Linked DNA regions of Zea mays: region 1 is linked to region 2. The links are chromatin contacts, called in public Hi-C maps. All regions are on one chromosome and are shown on one strand. The core of a region is the stretch at or near the end of the contact, and the rest is flanking DNA. Distances in the headings are between cores, read along the strand shown.

What was found. Hi-C and Micro-C count contacts between places; a contact is called where the count stands out from the background.
Region 1: a Hi-C map of tassel shows a contact between it and region 2, with 5 times the contacts expected there. The contact joins the promoter of LOC103626372 here to the promoter of LOC111589307 in region 2. A contact is called at or near these places in 8 of 25 Hi-C or Micro-C datasets (bundle sheath, ear, endosperm and 4 more).

The regions. Positions count from the first base shown.
Region 1 is chr5:55,386,978-55,390,706 of Zm-B73-REFERENCE-NAM-5.0, forward strand. It overlaps LOC103626372 (RING-H2 finger protein ATL43), which reads right to left and starts at 2,097. Exons shown (of 1, transcript XM_008646778.4): 1 at 1-2,097. The coding sequence starts at 1,504. The coding sequence ends at 311.
Region 2 is chr5:55,191,956-55,195,586 of Zm-B73-REFERENCE-NAM-5.0, forward strand. LOC111589307 reads right to left here and starts at 2,272. Exons shown (of 2, transcript XM_023300124.2): 1 at 1,853-2,272; 2 at 489-1,770. The coding sequence starts at 2,163. The coding sequence ends at 1,440. LOC100286338 reads left to right here and starts at 2,715. Exons shown (of 4, transcript NM_001159225.1): 1 at 2,715-3,163; 2 at 3,262-3,453. The coding sequence starts at 2,930.

The sequences.
Region 1 (3,729 bases), core at 847-3,346, 190 kb after region 2:
CTCCGGCGCGGCTTCCGAGGCGGGCCGGCGTGGCCCCGGACGAAAGTAGGGAGCGCCCCCCCCCCCCCCCCCCCCCCCCCCCCCCGCCAGTTACATATATAATTCCCACGCTGCCCATCACGTGACGCGCCGCCGACCGCGGAGTAGAGAGCCGAGACGGGAGGGCCAGCGCGCCGCCGCTTTATACTGATCTGTGTAATTCCGTGGCATCTCAGGGGGTAGTTTGGCATGAACGACGTCGACGGCGGAAAAGCTTTCTCCCGGCTGCAACGTGGGGTCCCGACCCACGCAGGCCTAGGCGATAGGGCCGTTACGCACGGCCGGGGTCCCCACGTGGCGCCCACCAGCTCGACCCGGGCCACCGCCGGGCGCCACCGCCGCCGGCTCGTGGCTCGCCCTCGCACGCTCCGGCGCGGATGGGCGGGAGACGGCGCACCCCCGCCAGCTCCGACACGCTGCGCACGCCGATGGCGCTCCTGGCGTTGCCGGAGTTCACGGCCGCGGAGCAGGAGTGGCGGCCGGCGTCGGTGACCAGGAACTCGGCGCGGACGAACATGAGGTCGGACGGTCGCAGGTCGCTCCACCGCTGCTGCGCCGCGGGGGCCGTCTCGCCCTTGCACCCGCCCGCGGTGCTCACCAGGATGCGGTGCCCGAACCGCCGGTCGAACGCCACCGGGTCTGGCTCTGCCACCACGGCCGCCGGCTCCACCAGCAGCACGCGGTCCTTCCGCACCTTGGCGCCGTCGAAGCAGCCGACGGCGACGCCGCCGTCGGCCGACCGCCGCGAGGCCGGGCCGACACGCCCAGGCGCGCGCACTGACCCCGTGGAGTGCCGGCCAGAGATCCTCCTACCGGACTGCGCGGGCGTTGGGGCTGGAGCTGGAGGCGGAGCCGGAGCCGGCTCTTTGCCCGCCGCCGCCGCCGCCGCCGCCTTCGTCTCCGGTGGGTCAGGAGGGCCCGTGGTAGACGGCTTGGGCGGCTCCGGGAGGAGGAGGACGTCCTCCGGGTCGACGCGGGAGCGGCAGAGCGGGCAGGTGGAGTGCGCGTCGAGCCACGTGTCCACGCACTCGACGTGGAAGCCGTGGCGGCACTTGGGCAGGAGGCGGAGCGCCTCCGTGGGCTCGAACCGGCCGAGGCAGACGGCGCACTCGAGGCCTTCCTTCTGCCCGCGCAGCGCGCCGAAGCGGAAGACGGGGAGGGACTCCACGACGGCGCGGTCGACGCCGGAGTTCCTCCGGTCCCCGCCCGCGCCGTTGCCGGAGGACCCGAACCCACCGCCCGAGCCGGCGCTCCCGTAGGGCCCCGACGACTCCGCAGCGCTGCGCTTGCAGTGCTTGGCGTAGAGAAGGAGCAGGAACGTGATGGAGAAGACGCTGGTGAGGATGCCGACGACGACGGCCACCCCGGGGCGGAACGGCGTGGCCGAGGAGGGCGGCGGCGACGGCAGCGGCGACTCGATCGCGCCGTCGTAGTCCGACAGCAGGAGCCGCCGCGCCGGCTCCATCGCCTCCTCTCGCAGCAGCAGGCGATCGGTCGAGGCCGTGACCGACACAGGAGCCAGTGAGCCACACCACAAGCGCTGCTGCTGCCGGGTGCGGGTGGCGCTGCCGATGCTGCCACCACAAGCGTTCGCGATTTGTAACCAAGAGGTAGTAGGGGTAGTAATAATAGCGGTGGAGACTAGGAGTGAAGCAGCAGCAGGCTAGGCTAGGCTACTAGCCCCAGAAGTGGGCGCGGTGAGCCGATCTCCCGGCGATGGGGCCTCGTGGCGGGGAGACGAGGCCGTGGGGGCCTCGGTTGGTGGGGTCCAGGTCAGCTGCGCTGCTCCGCCGGTGAGGCCACCCGCGTGCGGCTTGTCGCCGAGTGATGAATCGAGCTGAGCTGATGAACGAGTGGCATCAGTACAGTGGAGTACAGTACACAGGGACACTGACAGTTTAGTTGTGGCTCGGTGGGGCCATGTGTCAGACGAGGAACTTAATAGTTTATTTAATTTATTTTTTTCTGAATAATAAATAGGAAGAGCGCAGCAGCTGCATATGTAGCGATGAGAATATCTTTGTCGTATGTTAATTCGTCTTTCCTTTTGGATTCGGAGCGAATAATAATACTTGGATGAGGATGAAAAATGGATTTTTCTATAGTCGACGGTGTAAAATAGGGGATGTGTAACTCTAGATGACACTTTACAAAGTGAAGTTTAAAATATGAATGAGATAAGAAATCGCATACGAGGCTACTAGAGTCGACCTCAGACTTAAATGTGGATATAGAGATGGATGCATATTAAAATAGTCAAGTGTGTATACATAGAAAAATTTATATTATCAAAATTTAGATCTTTTTTGGTAGGGCTCTTTCAAATGCTCCTTCAATAATTTTTTTGAAAAAAAATCTCTAAATGAGAGGCTCTTCTATTGACTTCTTCGTAAAAATAAGGAGAAGCTGCCCTAGAAACGGAGCGAAGCTGGAAGCCTGGGACTGCTGGAACTAAAAAAGGGACTTCTTCGACTCTATTTATAAAATTAGGAGAATAATGTTTCCAACTAAATAGTCTCTTTGGAGTAAGATGTTTTTTTCAAGAAAAAGTAAGAGCCATAGCTAAAGTTGTTGATGCAAGATCCTATCAAATAGACCCTTAGTCAACACTAACAAGTAGTCGGCAAAAATCTTAATAGTGTGTTTGGTTTGAGGATTGAGCTAGCGCAATATCTTCTCACTCCTCACTTTTTTCGTTTGGTTTATTAAATAGAATGAGTTGATCCATCACCACTTCATTCCTCATAGTTAGTTAATATTAATACGAGAAATGAGGTCATTCCACTAAATTTAAGGATTGAACACATGATGCACCACTTCATTTTTTATGAGTGATTCCTCATATCACATCAACATAATTAACATTTAAAAAGTTATCCCCACTCATAAATGCAAAGTAAGCCAGATCTCAATCTCAAATTTATAATGTCACACGGTCACGTCATAAAACCAAAAAAAAATCCCAGCTAACAAACTCTTTTTTTGTTATTATCATGAATTACTCTTAAGTTTTAGTGGACGAAGATAACCTATCGCTTATCCTATACTAAACGTCAACTAATCTGCATAAAATAAAATTTACAGATCGTTCTATATTCGGACCTACATTCACACACAAACAATCGGAATTGGATCGTCTATATACGAAAGCAAAAAAATCAATATCCGTCCCACTTGCCGCTCAGCCGCCTGGGCTGGGGAGCAGAGAGACAAGGATCCCTGTTTCAAGCGACTAATCTACTCCGTCTTGGCACGCATTTACCTAGGTGGGAGGTTACTTTTTGGACAGCCCGTCAAAACAAATCGCTCGGGGCGAGGCGAAGGGGGGCCAAGATGTTAACCCCCCACCGCTTTTTAAAACTGGCTCTCGCAGCATGGCGCGCCTGAGATCGAACGGAGCTCGTGCGCGCGCCTGCGCAGCGAGGGAATGAATGCCCCCGTCCCAGGAAAAAAAACGATCAGAGCAGTGGGCAGGGCGTGGCTCGTGTCGTGGGCGCGATTAGCGCTTCAGCCGCTGCCCGCTGACACTGCTTCGGCGGGCAGGCACGGCCTGGCCCGCATGGCGGTCATGGCAGAGCAGATGGTGCGAGTGGCGGTGCTCCGTTCCGCGTGTCATCCATCCATGTACGCCCTGCCATCCCCCCCTGCTCTGCGAATTTTAAATGTTTCCTGCCAAAAATAATAATAATT
Region 2 (3,631 bases), core at 1,022-3,521:
TGTGGGCGCGCGCGAATCCAGCAAAGCGTGACAGATACGGCCATCGGCAAGGTAGAAGGCACCTGCGGCGCGAAGGAATCCGCTCCCGCGCATCAGCCGAATCGTTCGCCGCCGCCTTCCTCCTCCTCCTCTGCATCCGGGCGCCGTTGTGGACCGGCCGAGGTCAGATACGTCAGTCGGTCAGGACGTGGCGCGGCGCGCGTAACCTAACATACCTCGTGCGGGAGCCGAAACCTTGGGCCGTGGCGTGCGTGCCAGTGCTGCGCCGGCTGGCCACGCCTTGTCTTTTACTGGCCTGGCCTGGCTAATCTTTGCGTGCACCACTGCTCAAGCTCGAGCTCGCCGCCGGGTGGCATAGGCTAGGCGTACGCGCACGCAGGCGCCAGCCGGACCCACGTTACGTGGAGAGCACCTACCTCCGTCCTAAATAAAATAAAAAATATAAGCAGATCAATATTATCAGCGAAAAAATTATGCACTCCCTCTATTTTTATTTTTGTGGTAATTGCACTTTTAGAATTTAAAATTCATTCTAAAATAGATACATCTCTAGTTGTATTTTTTCTAATTACAATCATATTCGTCTCGATCATGCCGGTCCCGAGCCCCGCCCTCAGTTGCTCCTGAGTAGCGTGATGGTGTAATTCAAGTAATTTTGGTCGGCTACGGATAGATAGATAGATAACCGATTTAGCTAAAATCCTATGTAAATTGTTTTTGGCATACGAATGCTTTTAGTTTTCCATGCCTGCTATGGTTTAGTTTTCCATCCGTCGGCAGGCACAGGCGGCCTTTTCTTTTCTCGCCACATGGCTGGATGGAGCGGAAGGATGGATCAGTCGGACGGCCCTGCACTGATGATGGGTCTCGGGCGCGGAGAGGGAGAGTGGAGAGGAGTCACAGCCGATGAGCCGACGCCGGGTCGCCATCCGCCAAAGCCGTTGTGGCGGCGCTGGGAGCGTAATCATCTTCGTCGTCGCCGTCGTCCACCGGCTCGGTCACTATTATCAATCATCATGATGGCTCCGCCGGCCGGACTTTGCCGTTGAAGCTACGTCAGTGCGGATTAATTAGGATTTACCATCACGGGGCGCCTTTTTTTTGTAATCTATCTATCTTTTGTACTGCCACACACGCTTATACCGATAAAGATGACCGCGGCCCGAACCAGAACCACCACCGGGATCGAGTTCCTGCTGGGCGACGCCGCTCTTGGGCGTCCCCGTGTCCTGGGACTAGGAGTTCCGGTTCCAGACGCGGGCGGGCGGGCGGCAATCCAGAGCACGCGTAGGACAGGACGGCAGGCGGCGACCAGCCTAAAATTCAAAGCCGACGCCGTAGGACACACACACACATACACAGCATGTGGAAGGGCATTCCAGTCCAGCACGCGTAGGGTAGGACCAATTAATTCTCCCACGCCCGACTACGATCTGGACTCAGAAACGTGAAAGAATAGGAAGATCGATCTGTGCGGACATTCGGCTACCAAGGACACCGAACGGCGACCAAAACCGAACCCGAAACCAAAGCTGCCGAGTTTGGCAGCGGCCGGTACGGGCGTTCCTGCCATAATCGTGCGGGATTCCCCAACGGAACACCGATACGCATCCAGCATCCATCCTATACTGAGGAACGGAAACCTCAGACCGGTTGGATAACAATGCCAGTCTCGGACATCGCCGCCGCTCCACGCTCCCCCGCTTTCGGCAGCGCCACGGACACCGATGCCTTGTGTGCGGCTTTCCTTTCCGTTGCCTTCGCCCAGGCCTGGAAGCCATCAGAGTCAGAGAACGGCGGCGGAAAGGAGCGGAAAAAAGGGGGAAAAAAGAAAAAAAAAGGCAAAAAAAACCCGTCGCTTTGCTTCGTCTTGAGTTGAGCCACGACGAGCGCTTTTCTGGTAGTGGTACCATGAAAGAAACCCGGGCAATCTTCTCCCCAGTCGCCATCCGTGACCTTGGGCGCTGGCCCCCTACCACGAGACGAGACTCTTCCTCTCCCGGCGCGGCGCCTCTCGTCGCGCCGCGCCGTACTTAGCAGACGCACGCGCGCGATGCGGCGTGGGTCTCTGTGGAGTGTGGACGACTGACTACTGTAGGCTTGCCCGCGCATGCAGCAAGCCAGCAGCATGGCAGCGGGGGAGGTGCCGAGCCCACATGCCATGCCATGTCCTTGTCCTGGGGGTTTCGAACACGGCGCGCGCGGCCTGCCCGCCGGATGTACAGTACTGTACTCCCGAGTCCCGTCTCGGACGGCGCTCCGAGGAACAGAGCGTGGCGAGCGCCTAGACGGGCTGGACGAGGTGAGCTGGATGGCGGAGGGCCGAGGACGACGCTTGCTGGGACAGTCTACACACTGCAGACCGTGCAAGCTGCCGAGACAGGAGTCAAGATTTTAACGCTTTCGAGGCTGGCCAGTGCGAGCGTGTATACTACCTCACCTCACCCTCTGAACGCTGTAAAATCTACTCGCATAAACAAACAACGACTCTAACTCTATCCTCACCCCTGAAGCAGAGCATTGCAAGAGAAAGGGCCAGCAGGACACGCGTCGTCCGCCTACGCAGCGGGAGCGGCGTGCGGCGCCGTTGGCCCGTTGCATAGAAGGATTTCTTTTTCCCGAAGGTGTTAGTCAGGCCCGGCCCTGCTCGGCCCAGCCCATCTATATAAGCGCCCGCCTCTCTCCCCACTTAAAGCAAGCAGCCAGTGTTAATCATAGTAGCTCCACACGCGCGGAGGTAGTATAGCCGGGAGGGGCACAGAGAGAGGAGCGAACGAGAGGAAGGAGCAGCGGCAACTACACGCCAGAGAGAGGGAAGGGGAGGTTGGCCAGAGAGCCGAGAGCAGCCCTGCAGTCGAGAGCATCCGACTGCTAGCTACTAGCAATAGCATAGGCAGATAAGCTCGGGCCGGGCCGGGGCACGCGCACAATGAGGTCGCGGCGGTGGCACAGCGTGGTCGCCGTAGCGCTGGCAGCGGCGGCGTGGTGGTGGTGCGCGGCGGCGCAGGCGCAGGCGCAGGCGCAGCTGAGCCAGAGCTACTACGCGTCGACGTGCCCCGACGTGGAGACGCTGGTCCGCGGCGCCGTCACCCAGAAGCTGCAGGAGACCTTCAACGCGGCGCCGGGCACGCTCCGCCTCTTCTTCCATGACTGCTTCGTCAGGGTACGTACCCCGTCCGTCGTCGTGCTCCACGCTCGCCCGACTCTTGAGAGATGGTCCTGAGTCAGCTGACCGATCGACCTACTCCCCTCCCCTCACAGGGCTGCGACGCGTCCGTGCTGCTGTCGGGCCCCGACGACGAGCACAGCGCGGGCGCCGACACCACGCTGTCCCCGGACGCGCTCGACCTGGTCACCCGCGCCAAGGCCGCCGTGGACGCCGACCCGCGCTGCGCCAACAGGGTGTCCTGCGCCGACATCCTCGCCCTCGCCGCCCGCGACGTCGTCTCCCAGGTACTGTGCTGTGCTGTGTGTTTCCTAGGCTAGGCCGGCCAGGCGGCGTGGCTTATTACGCTTAAACCTTACGCCATCAGCGCACCGTCGTGATAATAATAATCACCCATGCTTGCTACTAGTGCTTTGGAGTGGTTTACGGGGCATGTCAGGCGAGGCCCGGACGACAGCTATGATG